2 separate regions of the Sus scrofa genome follow, and region 1 is linked to region 2. The links are chromatin contacts, called in public HiChIP or PLAC-seq maps. All regions are on one chromosome and are shown on one strand. The core of a region is the stretch at or near the end of the contact, and the rest is flanking DNA. Distances in the headings are between cores, read along the strand shown.

The links. HiChIP or PLAC-seq counts read pairs in DNA pulled down with a chosen protein or histone mark.
Region 1: an H3K27ac HiChIP or PLAC-seq map of alveolar macrophages shows a contact between it and region 2. The contact joins two enhancer-like sites. A contact is called at or near these places in 1 of 47 Hi-C or Micro-C datasets (mesenteric adipose tissue) and 2 of 2 datasets of contacts at active chromatin or transcription factors (alveolar macrophages and skeletal muscle).

What each region holds. Positions count from the first base shown.
Region 1 is chr16:46,280,273-46,287,814 of Sscrofa11.1, forward strand. No RefSeq gene overlaps it. Among named protein-coding and RNA genes, the nearest start is that of PIK3R1, 150 kb to the right of the region's middle. Within about 2 kb of position 2,204, at least 1 of the 83 cell types and tissues checked has an H3K27ac peak or open chromatin away from gene starts, as enhancers often do. A contact at or near this core is called in alveolar macrophages, where this site is marked.
Region 2 is chr16:45,988,037-45,995,094 of Sscrofa11.1, forward strand. No RefSeq gene overlaps it. Among named protein-coding and RNA genes, the nearest start is that of CD180, 400 kb to the left of the region's middle. Within about 2 kb of position 3,600, at least 8 of the 83 cell types and tissues checked have an H3K27ac peak or open chromatin away from gene starts, as enhancers often do. A contact at or near this core is called in alveolar macrophages, where this site is marked.

The DNA.
Region 1 (7,542 bases), core at 954-3,453, 290 kb after region 2:
ACAGGCATTTGGGTTTTTTTTTTCTGATTTGGTGCTATTATGAATAATGCTTGCAGCATTCTCTTAAGCCAGTTTCTGTGGATGGAAGAATCCCAGACATCACCAGCACTGTGTTCTCTCCTACTTCCTAATAGCTTCCCAACCAGAGATAAATAGAATCTTCCCTCCAGGTTTTAGATATAAAACAGAGGAGGAGTGTGATTGTCCTAACTCAGTGCAACTTTCAACCAATCTAAAGGGCCAGGGAGATGGAGGCATCTAGCAAAAATGGCCACTCACTCATGCATCTAGAGAGCAGGTGAGTGAAATGTTTCCCAAAGGAAGTAGGCTGACATAGATAGGTATACTGGAGGGAGCTTTAGTTGGGCAGCCTTTCCCTTTTTGTGAATGTTAGCTCTTTTCTACAACTTCACTATAAAGTCAGAAGACTTTATATCTTCAAATGTGTAACTATCAAGCTACCAGCTCCACAGTCCTTCAGAAGATCCCAGAGAACCTCAGGAACAAACTAGCATGGGGTGAATTCAGACTGAAGAGCAAGGACACTGGGTGATATGAGGGGAGTTCAACCAGTTAGTCAACCATCAGGTATTTATTACATACCTACTGTGAGTTACACATCATGCTAATAACAAAGCTAAAAAGACACACTAAATGATAAGTGAAGCCTTTCTTTTTTTTTTACTATCAATTCTGCTTCTATTTTTAACTTGTAGTGATCTATAGCTATATAGGCTTGGCACGGTGGCCCCAGGGTTTCCAATTTGTAGATTTGTTCCACTGTCAGTCACCCAAGTTTGCTCTGTTCTTTTATTTTTAAATTAAAGTATCATTGGTTAATGTTGTATTAGTTTCAAGTGTACAGCAAGGTGATTCAGATATGTATACGTTCTGTTCTGTGGCATCAAAATACAATAAGTTCTTCAAGATTAGACTTTGGACCAAAGAGAGAGAGCAGTGGATGCTGAAATGTGGAACAAATCCATGTTGAAAAATCAAGTTTACCAGGCGCTAGGATGTTTTCTTTTGTTTTTAGCAAAGGTGAGAGTCAAACCTAGAAGGGAGGAATTCCAAGGATGAGACCCTTACGTAGCCCTGACTCCATTCTGTTGCATTTCACGTATCCTTTGAATCTTTTTCACCACCACGTTATTATCCTGAGAAATAGTCCCCTTTAATTGTATAGTTAAGTTCAGACAAAACCCCTAACAAAGCTAAGACTGGCAGAAGCTACTAAATACTATTGAGAAAAAAAAAAAGATAATAAATAAATATAGCAGAAAAAACATGGCCTCTAAAGCTTGTCGAAAGTGTTTTCTGACTTCCTATCTTTGGGGTCCTGGAAAAGCCGCTTATGCTCTTTTAGCCTCTTTTCCTCTTTTGGAAAATGAGATTAATAATACCTATCTTTTAGGCTTATATTGGGGACTAAATAAGGTTTATTCCTTCAACAGATATTAGGATGTCAGACACTGATTTAGATAAAACGGTGACACACCCCCAAATCACACCTTTATGGAACTTAGGTTCTTGTTAAGGGAAGATAGACCATAAGCAAATCAGTAAGTTAAAGGCATGGACTATATACATTTTTTACAAGGGAATAACCTATGGGTAGCTATGTCTAAAAAGAAAAAATACATAAACCACCTGTTCTCTATACCTATTGCTCAAGAATGTATTTTTAGAGGAAGTTGGCTTCTTTGCCTGAGAACAGCATTTCAAGGGGGGAATTTAGCTATCCAGAGGAAAAGGCCAAATTCCATTTTATAACCAAGACATTCGGAGAATGAGGAACAAGGCTTCTATGCGTAATAATGTAAAAGGCCGGTCTGGGACAGTAAGTCTGATTGAGAGAAACTTGACCTAAGGTAGGTAAGCACAGAGTTGAAGGCACTGGGCCAGCCCCTGACCAGAGGTCTCACAAGGCAGCAGCCAACCACTCGTCCCTGTGAAGAAGTTGAGCTCCTGGTTTTCAGGAGTAGGGTATCTGGTATACGGTCTAAAATTGCCATCTTGGCCTTGTAATTGCTTTATATTCTGCCCAAGCCATTTATAAAATTGTATCTTACACTGAAACTAGGAGGTAGTTGTGCTTTCTGGGTAAAGAGAAAGGCCATAGTTCACTCCTGGAATGCCCCAGGATGGAGAGAGAACAGCAGGGTTGATGAGGGAAGGACAGAAGTGTGGAGAGAAATGACTGGAGGAGAAGTCCAGGGTGAGGTCAGCTCAGAGAACTTGTAGGCGCATTTTCTGGCAAGACTTAGGATGATTAAGAAAGAAGAAACTCATGAAAGCAAGCTCCTGTGGAATGGAGCTCATCATTGAGCATTCACGGCAAGCTTCAGGGGCAGGAGAATTGGGGACTTTTTTGAGTATCTATGGAACATTCTGGTCATAGAGTAGATATTCCATAAATGCTCATTCCCTTCTTCATCCTCTTTATTTCCATAATAAAATGATAGGGAAGAAAATCAAAGTTATGAGAAACTGTTCACCCACCCAGGAATATTTTGTTGAGGTACCAGAATTAATTTGCCTATGGGGCAATATTGATACAGGATGCTTACAATAACTTTTCAAGGCTCTTTGCCACAGACAAATCATATATATACATATATATAGTTTATTCTCTACATGGGATAAAGCATATCAACTACATTTTTAAATTGTATAGTATAATACAAGCTAAATCTATATTAAAATGTTAAAAATGATTAACTTCTAGTTGACTATAGTTGGTTTTTTGTTTTCTTATTTAATCTGTTTTCTAAATATTCTTCAATGAACATATTTCTTTTTTATTAAGGTATAATTGATTTACAGTGTTGTGCCAATTTCTGCTGTATACCATAGTGATCCAGTCATACATATGTGTGTGTGTGTGTGTGTGTGTGTGTGTGTGTGTACACACATTCTTTTTCTCATACTATCTTTCATCATGTTCTATCCCAAGAGATAGGATATAGTTCCCTGTGCTGTACAGCAGGACCTCATTTCTTTTTTTTTTTAATTACTCAAATGAATTTATCACATCTGTAGTTGTATAATGATCATAACAATCTGATTTCACAGGATTTCCATCCCACAACCCAAGCACATCCCTCCACCCCCCAAACTGTCTCCTCTGGAGACCATAAGTTTTTCAATGTCTGTCAGTCAGCATCTGTTCTGTAAAGAAGTTCAGTCTGTCCTTTTTTCAGATTCCACATAGGACCTCATTTCTTATCCATTCTAAATGTAATAGTTTGCATCTATTAACCCCCAATGGCCGGTCCATCCCACTCCTTCCCTTTCCCCCTTGGTAGCCACAAGTTTGTTCTCCATGACTGAATCTGTTTCTGTTCCTTACATAGGTGCGTTTGTGCCATATTTTATATTCCACATATAAGTAATATCATATGGTATTTGTCCTTCTCTTTCTGACTTAGGATGCATCTATATTGCTGCAAATGGCATTATTTCATTCTTTTTCTAATGGCTGAGTACTATTCCACTGTATCTACATAGCAAGTCTTCCTTTATGTTTTTTTAATTGTTATTTCCCCAATACAATTTTTTCCCCACTGTACAGCATGGTGACCCAGTTACACATACATGTACACATTCTATTTTTGTGCATTATCATGCTCCATCATAAGTGATTAGACGTATTTCCCAGTGTTACACAGCAGGATCTCACTGATAATGCATTCCAAAGGCAATAGTTTGTATATATTAACCCCAAGCTCCCCAACCACCCCATTCCCTCCCCCTCCCCCTCCCCCTTGTCAACCACAAGTCTCTTTTCCAAGTCCATGGTTTTCCTTTCTGTGGAAAGGTTCATTTGTGCCATATATTATATTCCAAATATAAGTGATATCATATGGTATTTTTCTTTCTCTTTCTGACTTACTTCACTTAGTATGAGAGTCTCTAGTTCCATCCATGTTGCTGCAAATGGCATTATTTTGTTCTTTGTTATGGCTGAGTAGTATTCCATTCTGTATATATATACCACATCTTCCTAATCCAATCATCTGTAGATGGACATTTGGGCATTTGGGTTGTTTCCATATCTTGGCTACTGTGAATAGAGCTGTAATGAACATGTGGGTGCATGAGTCTTTTTTGAGGAAAATTTTGTCTGGATATATACCCCAAAGTGGGATTTCTAGGTCATATGGTGGTTCTATGTATAGATTTCTAAGGTATCTCCATACTGATCTCCATAGTGGTTTTACCAGCTTACATTCCCACCAGCACTGCAGGAGGGTTCCCTTGTCTTCACACCCGCTCCAGCACTTGTTATTTGTGGATTTATTAATGATGGCCATTCTGACTGGTGTGAGGTGGCATCTCATGGTAGTTTTGATTTGCATTTCTCTAATAATCAGTGATGTTGAGCATTTTTTCATGTGCTTGTTGGCCATCTGTACATCTTCCTTGGAAAAATGTCTATTCGGGTCTTTTGCCCATTTTTCCATTGGGTTGTTGGCTTTTTTGCTGTTGAGTTGTTCAAGTTGCTTGAATGTTCTAGAGATGAAGCCCTTGTCAGTTGCATCACTTGAAACTATTTTTCTCCCATTCTGTAAGTTGTCTTTTTGTTTTCTTTTTTGTTTCCTTTGCTGTGCAAAAGCTTTTCAGTTTGATTGGGTCCCATTGGTTTATTTTTGCTTTTATTTGTGTTGCTTTGGGAGACTGACCTGAGAAAATATTCATAAGGTTGATGTCAAAGAATGTTTTGCCTATGTTCTCTTCCAGGAGATTGATGGTGTCTTGTCTTATATTTAGGTCTTTCAGCCATTTTGAGTTTATTTTTGTGCATGGTGTGAGGGTGTGTTCTAGTTTCATTGATTTGCATGCAGCTGTCCAGTCAATTAATCTTTGACAAAGGAAGCAATAACATAAAATGGGAAAAAGACAGTCTTTTCATCAAGTATTGCTGGGAAACCTGTACAACATCCTCTTAGTGCATTCATCTATCAATGGACATTTAGGTTGTTTCCATGTCTTGGCTATCGTGAATAGTGCTGCAGTGAACATAGGGGTATGTATATCTTTTTGAATTACAGTTTTGTCTGGATATATGCCCAGGACTGGTTTTGTTCCATGCGAGTCAATGCCCAAATGATCTTGTCTTCATCCCTGTTGAGACCTAAGAGAATTCTCACTGGACAACTACCCCAAGAGCCCAGCTCTCCTGGTGTCCAGTCATAAATGTCTTCCCTCCACATAAATGATGGAAGTATTATATTTGGTGACATGTATGGTCTCACCTCAAGGCTAATCTTGTTCTCTAAATGCGAAGTAGATTTCATCCAAAGAATACTTCGGTGGACACAATCACATCACTAACATAGAAACACCATTATTATCAAGATAGTTCTGACACAGTGTTGTGATAGTTATATTTTCTTTCCTATTACCTTTTCTTGCTTTTTACTCTGGGTTGAAATGCTTCTCACTGAAGCAGCACGTGGTTTGCTTTTCTCTCCTCTCCAGTATTTCTTTTTCTGATCCCTTTACCTGAGAGTCACTATTCATAGGTAAGCTTGGAGATGGAGTTTGGGTGTAGCTCCACAGTTTCATCTATTTATCCTCATATTGAGGCATGCTGGAAAGATCTTGAAACTACTGAATATTTTTAGGTCATTTTTGTAGGCATTTTAATTTACTTTATAGCTTTTTTCCAAGGCTAATTCACATTTGCAATGGAAGAGTCTGCTCTTCCTTTAAGCGATGGATGGAAGCCTTTCTCAAGTAAAAGGAACACATATTTAAATTTATGATAGATGAACTTGGCTGCAACAGCCACATTCCTGTTCTACTTTGAGCTTGGCAGGCCACTCTAATATTTCTGCTTGGTCTATAGATAAGAGATCTCTTTTATTTTCTTTTGTTGCTATCTTAAAAGCTCAAGAATAGATTTTTTTATTTGAGACTTTAATAAACTCTATAGCCATTTTGTGAAGAGTTGAGCTTTGCCCAGCCCAACAAACCGGGAACTAGAATATATTCACAGCATGTTTATGTTTTTCTGCCATGATACTGCAGTGTCTGCCAAAGAATTTCTTTATCCAGAGGTGAATTTACAGTCAGATACTGATAGAATATTATTCTACTCTGAAACGATCTGTTCATCTGGTTTAGCATGGAAGTCTGGTTTTAACAGAAATAATACTTTTGGAAACATAGAGGCCCACAATGCAAGTGGTCTAGGGCAGGAGAGGTATGAGAGTTACCACATTCATGTGGCTCAAACCCATGTTATGTCTCCTGGTGCAGTGCGGTGGCTGACACCAATTCTTCCTCCCATCCATCTCCATGTACCAACATACAGGTAGCTTGTCACACCATATCAGGAGAAAAATTCTCATATAAGAAATGCACAATTCTCAGCATTTTTCAACATCGTAAGTGAGCACTAGTTTTTAACCTATAACTCATTTAACAGATGATTATTAAATATCTCTTATGTGCCAGATTCTGGGAATGTATATAACAGTAAATCAAAAGACAACTTCCTATAGTCATGGAGTGTTCTAAAGGGGGCTAGAGGTGTGTGCAGGGTAGGAGACAATTATCAGATAACTACATAATAGAAGGTTAGCTAGTGGTGAGTGCTAAGAAGAACAGCTAATTTTCATAAGATTCACACAGAATGCTTGTTGAAAGTGCAGATTCCTGGGTGCATCCACGCTGAACTAGAAGATTCTAAAAGTCCCCTTAAACCCAGGGAAGGATCCCTAATGTCTGTGGAGAAAGTCTGTTTCACGTAGCATTCCTTCATGCCCTCTCCGGCCCTGGTAAGGGAACATACATAGGGAGAATGTCCTCTGCATGGCCACCTGTGCCTGGCGAGTAATGATTAGCCAAAAGTAGTAGACTTTCTACCAGACCCAAGTTGCTGCAGCTTTGGCGGGGACAGCAAATGCCCCTAAGGTCTGCTGTGCTCTCAGCTCTCTCACAAGACGGCTATAGGCAAGCCCTGTAAAGACATGAGAGAAGGCATGGGAGAGAAGCAGCTATTACTCAAGGAGTTGGGGGTGGGGGGTGGGATCTATTAGATTCCTTCCTAGTAACGAAACCCAGTTATCCCAGAAGTCAGACCTGTCCCACTCAAATGACAGGGTTTCCTGGAAAGAAGGCTAAATAGCGCTTCCCATGATCATAGCCTCAAATGGGATGTGTGTGTGTGTGTGTGTGTGTGTGTGTGTGTGTGTGAGTGAGAGAGAGAGTCAGAAACATAAAGAGAGAGGAAGAGAGAAAAATATGCATACACACATACACAGAGACCCAGAGAGATGCAGAGAGGGGCAGGAAGAGAATGAACCACAGAGCCCTTTAAGAAAAGGCAGCTTGCTTCTCTTTAAGGACCACTGGACTCAGTGAGAAGAAGGGTTAGTAGCTTAAACTAAAACGTATGCTTTTATAATGTATGTATTTACAGATGAAACTGGTATCTAACTTCATAGATGATTAGTCCTTCGCCAACACCAACCCACATACTGTAGGGGAGGAAAACAAGGGCTAGTGAGGTAAACTTGTCCCAGAGCACAC
Region 2 (7,058 bases), core at 2,350-4,849:
ATAAGACCCCTTTTAAAAATTATTAGATTTAATGGACAGAAAAAAATTATTCTGTCAAATTGCTATAAAAGTTTCCAAATTCTTGTTCATAAGTTCTGTACTTACCATTCCATGAAATGGCCAGTAACAATTCACAGACTGTTAACTGGTTCATAGACTACACTTTATGCTATCCTAATTAGACTAGAATTTTTTTTTTTTTTTTTGGTCTTTTTAGGGCTGCATCTGCAGCACATGGAAATTCCCAGGCTAGGTGTCCAATCAGAGCTGCAGCCTCCAGCCTATTCCAGAGCCACAGCAACTTGGGATCTGAGCTGCATCTGTGACCTACCCCACAGTTCATGGCAATGCCAGATCCTTAACCCACTGAGGCCAAGGATCGAACCCGCATCCTCATGGATGCTAGGTGGGTTCGTTAACTTCTGAGCCACAACGGGAGCTCTGTAGACTAGTACATTTTTTTTAACCTCAAGCAGATTGACTTGAATATGATTACAAAAAAAACAAACAAACAAAAAATCATGAATCTCTTGAATGTGTGGCCTTAGAGAAGAAGAGCCTGTGTCCCAGAGTGGTTACAAGTCTCCAGGGAGTCCAGTCTGAGTGACTTCCACCACAGAGCGTTCCCAGCACTGCAGCAGACCTCGAGGAACACCTGAGGTGAAGTCCCAAGTGCTCAGAGTGAAGTGCGGCAAGGAAATTTATGAGAGGCTTAATTAGCACAGTCATTTTAGATAACTGGAGACATAAGTTTTTAAGTAAAACCCTTCTAAGCCTAATTATTTCCTCTGTTAGCATGGACTTCAGAAGAAACTGCACTAAATCATTCTGGAAATAGGTCCTCAATTCACAAGATGCTGAGAACTAATTACTTAATGCATTGAATTGTGTGCATGTTATAACTGCCGAGTATGAAGACATGATTAGCAGAGCAACCACATGCCCTTTACCAATTACCTCTTCAAGGCAAACGTCTGCGGACACATTTTTCCAGAGGAGAATGGAATATTGTCTTCTGGAAAGCTGCTAATTAACAGAGGCTATCTCTTAATAGTCGTACAGATTGTTGATCAGCCTCTCCAGGCTCAAAACTGTTGTGTGAGATGAAGCTGGAAATAGAAAGTGGGAAAAAAAAGACAAATATATATAAACTGGGGATATGCATGTGTCATTGACGACTTTCTATTTGTTACGTTCCTTGTGGAACCCATTGCAACCCATCTATCAATGTCTTTTTCCATTCCTTTTGTTTCTCATCTATGAAAAGAATATAATGATAATAGCACCTTCCTTATAAAGTTTAAATAGGTTAATATAGGTAAACATATTTGCACATGCTAAGGGCTTGGTAAATATTAACTCTCTATATCTGTATCTCTACATCTATAGATGCTTACATAGTTTTCATTCATTCAAATCCACTTAAGAAATGTATAGTGTGAGAGGGATCAGTCTGAAAATTGCACAGCTGGGTTTTGTAAATTAAAAGCTCTGGTATAGTTTTGTAGGATGCAGCACTGTTTATTTCAAGTTAGCCATTTTCATTATTTTCTCTGGCAAAAGCACATCACCCCAAGGGCAAGGAGTTGAGTCCTTAGGTGTGGGCCATAGAATCAAGCTGAGAGGGCAGTCACCTGCTGTCAACTTCATCGTTTGCAAAAGTTCATTATTTCTTTTGGTTTCCCCATAGAATCATTACCACCCCTTTCCTACTACTGGGTCATTTTAATCTATAGGTGAGAAAAAGAGTTATTCGGCAGAGCACTGAGCGATAGTTGCCTTGGCTGGCAGTTGCCACTACCATCCAGAGGGCTCAGAAAAATGACAGAGGTGACACAGTAACTAAGCTCCATCAAACGTGAAAAATGGCAAGTGGACGTTTCATTTTTTTTGTTTTAAGTCTACCTCCCTTTTCCTTGCTGTGAAAATAGAACCTCATGGTGAGGACACTTGGCAGAGACAAGTGAACAGGTATGCCTGGCTTGGGCATTCACATCTGAAATTTTTGATGAGTGCCTTGCCTGGTCACAGACAACTGTATCAAGCCTGCAGGACTGCATCCTTCCTGTTTTAGCAGGAGACAGCTCTGTGGATTGTCGAGTTGCTTTATGGATTCCAGTGGGTGCTCCCTATATAAATGTGGGAACGTCTCTTAAGATAACCAGTGGCCACTAGGGATGAATGCTCTGACTACTTTTGTTGACAGTAAATAAAATGATTTTGAAATGGATCATACAGAGGTCTCATCTGTAGAGAAAGGACTCTTTTGGTTATCCTGATGCTTGGCTCAATTGGTTTTCTGAAATGAGAATGTAATATTCCTGAGAGGTTGAACTGTTTTCATTTAAAAATTATCATTTAGGGGAGTTCCCATTGTGGCTGGGGTAACAAACCCAGCTAGCATCCATGAGGATGCGGGCTTGATCCCTGGCCTCCCTCAGTGGGTTAAGAATCCAGTGTTGCCGTGAGCTGCGGTGTAGGTCGCAGTCACAGCTGTGATCCTGCATTGCTGATGATGTGGTGTAGGCCAGCAGCTGCAGCTCTGATTGGACCCCTAGCCTGATAACTTCCACATGTAGTGGGTGCAGCCCTAAAAAGCAAAAACAAACAAACAAATAAACAAAAAAGGTCATTTGGGGTTAGATGTGAGCTCATGCTAAACTAGAGGTAACAAAAATTAGATAATAAGGAATTTATTTTTTTGTTTTCTGCTTCCTAACTTTCCCCCGTGACATTCTCTAAATTTCTTAGTTGGTGACATTTTGTTGTTTCTATGTTCTTTCTTAATACCCTCATTCAGTCTCTTGGTTTCACATATCACCATTGCTTTGTGAAAAACAACTGAATTTCTCTTTACAGTTATGGGGCTGCTTCTTATATGAGGTGATAAATCTCTATCATCTAGGCCATCTCAGTTCAATATTCTCTTACTTATACCTTAAAGCATCTTGACTCTTTTCCCTCAAAACAGTAGTGGGAGAGTGAATCATTCTAAAGCCATGTCATGTTCATGTCCCTCCCGTGTTCAGAAATCTTCAGTAGTTCCCTACTCCCTATCAAAAAACTCTAAATTTATTATCTAGCATTTAAGACTTTCCTAAAATTTGTTCCAACCTACCTTTCCAAGCTTGTTTCTTATATGCTTCATTTACACGGTCTCTTGCAGAGGTCGAAACACTTTAAGGGCTTCTGTGGGGAGAGGGAAGAGGAGAGGGTACCACCCAGTGCAGTGGCTTATTGTGTCCTGGATCAAAGCTTCCTCCCCCTTCCCAGCACCTTCCCTGCCTCCAGGGACTAAATGTGAAACTAGCTGGGGTCAGTCCAATTTTCAACCAGAAATTCACTTCTGTTTAGAAGGCAGAGATCATCATCAGAAAGTTCTTCTGTATCCAAATGTAGATTAAAGAGCAAAGTGAACTTCCTGAAAGGTAGGGGTTGCCTTGAGATCATGGCTCCTGGACCCCTGAGCTCTAGGATCAGCACTGTCGGGGGTAACTCTTGAGTACTGCGTGCCCTCAATATGCAAGTTTCTCCTCTGGCAGCAGGAAGCACATAGATAATGCTGAAGCTGCAAGACCAAAACCAGAACAAATTCCAGAACACAGAAAAACAGGAACAAAGCATGCAGGCAGCCAGCATAAAGGGGCCAGCAAGGGCCAGTGTCACTGCCTCGGCAAGAGTTCCCTCCAGGATGAATCTCCTCTTCTAGACCTTTCCATAGCCAGACTATGGACAGCCCACACCTGCTCAGAAAATATTAGCCCAAATGGTCTGTATGTTTTCAAGGTTCAGAAGCTGCCTTGAGGATCTGCCACCTCTTTTCACATCCAGAACATCCCTACCAACAAGACAGAAGCAAAGCTCCTCTGAACACACAGATATTTGCCTTCAGAATGATCTGAAACCTCTCCTGGATCCAGCTAACTAGGACCAGAATTCTTCCCTGAATACCAAACTGCAGCCAGCTCCGTGCATTCTAGAACCAGGACCCACACCTGCTGCTCCCGTATCCCCTGGCCTGGGATAGGCCAGGGTAGAAAACAGACTGATGCCCTTGGCAGGCAGCCTTGTCAGCGCTGCTCCATTGCTTCTACATGGTACTCGGCCAAATCTGTGCCCCCAAACCAAGTAGTTACCTCTGTCTCCCACAGGAGTAATGGGCCTGGCAGATTCCTGTGCCCACCACGCTGACCCCTCCACTAGTGTCCAGTGGGGAGCCCCTCAGCCTAGGGTAGAGCCCATATGGATCACCTCAAAAGCAGCTAGATCATCAGGAACACCGCTTCTAAACTTAATCCAGAATATGCTTCCCCCTGATGAGAAAACACCCATAGCAGCACATGGAACACAGAATGCCAGGGTATTAAATGAACCCAAAGAAACCATGAGGATTGATACAACCATACTGGCTCACTAACAAAGCCTAGGTAAGAGACCTGGGTCACAGATGGTCAGCTCCTTCACAGCAGGTATCATCTTCTAATTGTGGCCCCAGTGGAGGGAGAGCAACTTCCTGGGAGACACGGGTGTTCCAGGAGAAGGCACATTTTAACATTCTGTAACACCATACCTCAAAATTCAGCAGATACAGCACTTTATAGGCCCAAGAGGCCCTGACGCCTTCACTGTATTGGGCAATGGCCTACCTTCAGTCTTTTTGGAACAGATCTGCAGGAGGTCTACATGAGTGGGATCTTTTCTCTATACTCTACCTGAGAAGCCCAGCCAGACACTGAAATAGTCCCCATGAGAGGAAGTTCCAGGCCATAAACAGCCGTGGGGTCCTAAACCAGGGTGTTTGCACAGGGGATGATGGGCATACCAGCCCCAAGAACATACAAGCTTTGCCTGGCTTAGGAGGTCTGGTGTCTGGAAATTTGAGCAGCTTTCTGGGTACAGGTCTGTCCATGCTAAGCCTCAACCAGTGGGATCACAAACCACTCTGAAGCAAGAGGAAAGTATTAATGAAATGTGCACGGACAAATTTATTTATTTATTTATTTATTTATTTATTTATTTATTTATTTATTTTTGCTTTTTAGGGCCATACCCAGAGTGTATGGGAATTCCCAGGCCAGGGATCACATTGGAGCTTCAGCTGCTGACCTATGCCCACAACCACAGCAGACATGGGATGCAAGCCACATCTGTGACCTATACCACAGCTCATGGCAAGGCCAGATCTTCAACCCACTGAGCCAGGCCAGGGATCAAACCCACATCCTCATGGATACCAGTTGGGTTTGTTATGGCTGAGACACAACAGGAACTCCAGAATTAATTTTTTAAACAAAGGGAACCATTAGGAAGTTCAGGGTAGGAATAGCATAGAAATTAAAAAAATATATATTTGACATTTAGGATTTTGTTTTTAGTTTAAGTGCTCCTCAGTGCTTTCTCCCTCTATATACATGTCTTATACCTACTTCATCCTTCACCATCTCCTCCATTATGGGTGTTTTCTTCTCTTATGCCCCCACCCCAGCCTGCTCATGCCCTGCTTCCCTCCCCTCTTTTCCCTTGGGCACTACGGTACATGGCATCGTTCTGGGGAGACACATCTAGTAAAGTCTCAGCATCCCTGCTGAGCATGTTCCTGGTTGTGTGTGTGTGTGTGTGTGTGTGTGTGTATATGTTGGAAGGATGATAGTGATTTCTGGCCCCAGAAAGCACTGTGGCTTTTTTCTCCCCTTTGATTTTTTCTTCACCAATACGCCCTTCTTTCCACCCACCCCACTCTTGTTTTCTGGTCTCCTTTTGTTTGGAATTTCCAGGTGAATTTTATTAATGTGGGAGTGGAACAGATGCTAAAAGTCATCCAGGATTTTGTTTTTCTTTTTTTTAATTTTGTGGTTACTTCCCTTTCTTCCTCCTCCTACACACAAAATGTTCTATGTAACTTCCATTAAATTCAGCGCAAAACCACTTGCTGGGGCTGTGACATCAAAAAATAAAATATATTGTTTCCCATATAATTCAGAAGAATACTTTAAGGTTCAATCCAAAAATGACTTCCATGAAATTCTTCCTAATCTCCTAGGAAAGACCAAATGTCATTTTCCTTGGAACTTGCTACTTCCATCTAACACTTCCTTCTGTCCTTTTCTTGTAACATATGTTTTTAATGTTTTATCTTTCCTATAAATTGAAACTACATGAGAGCTGAATCTGACTCTAATTCAGCTTTGGACACTCCACAGTGTTTTGCATATAGATGTTGCTTGAATGTTAGGCAGATGCGTAAATTTCTTTCTATAACCACTTCAGATTATCCCTAGCATGGGGAACGATGGAGGGAGCAATTAAAACAAGCCTCACAAGTTGGAACATGACATTCAATTTATGAAATTAGGGTGAAAGAAAAGAAGAGTCAGAGGAAGGTATAACCTGAGTTATAAATAGTCCCAGAGAAACTAAACAACAGATGACAGAGGGGTTTGTACGAGCTTACAAGGTGCTGAGGGTAAAAAGTTACAGTTTCTAAAGCGGAAGGAAAAGTTTATAAAATTTGCTTCTGAGCAGTGCAGTCAGGCAGTACCAGGTCTTACTATGTGTCTCAGTCTGTGCAGGCTGCTATAACAAAATACTGTAATAGACTGGGTGGCTTAAACACCAAATATTTCTCACAGTTCAGAGGGGTAGAAGTCCAAATGCAAGACTCCAGCAGATTCGGTGTCTGGTTGGAACCCTCTTCCTGTTTCATGGACAGCTGTCTTTTGGTTGTGTGCTAGCATAGTAGAAGGGGCAGTAGAGCTCCCCAGGGTTTCCTTTTTAAGGGCATGAATCCCACTCCTGAGGGCTCTACCTTCATGACCCAGTCACCTCCCAGAGGGCCCACATCCTCATACCATCACACTGGAGATTAGGTTGTTTAACATGTGGGTTTGGAGGGGCGCATAAACCTTTAGCTTCACGTGCACGGGCTCAGAAAGCACCCCAACCTCGGATCAAGTGAAAAGTTTAAAAGTTGTGTTGACAACCCTTCACTGCCAGTGGTTCCTCTTGAAGCTGTGGGAACTAGGGGTTTTAACATGAATCTCCTTCACAGTTTCTCTCAG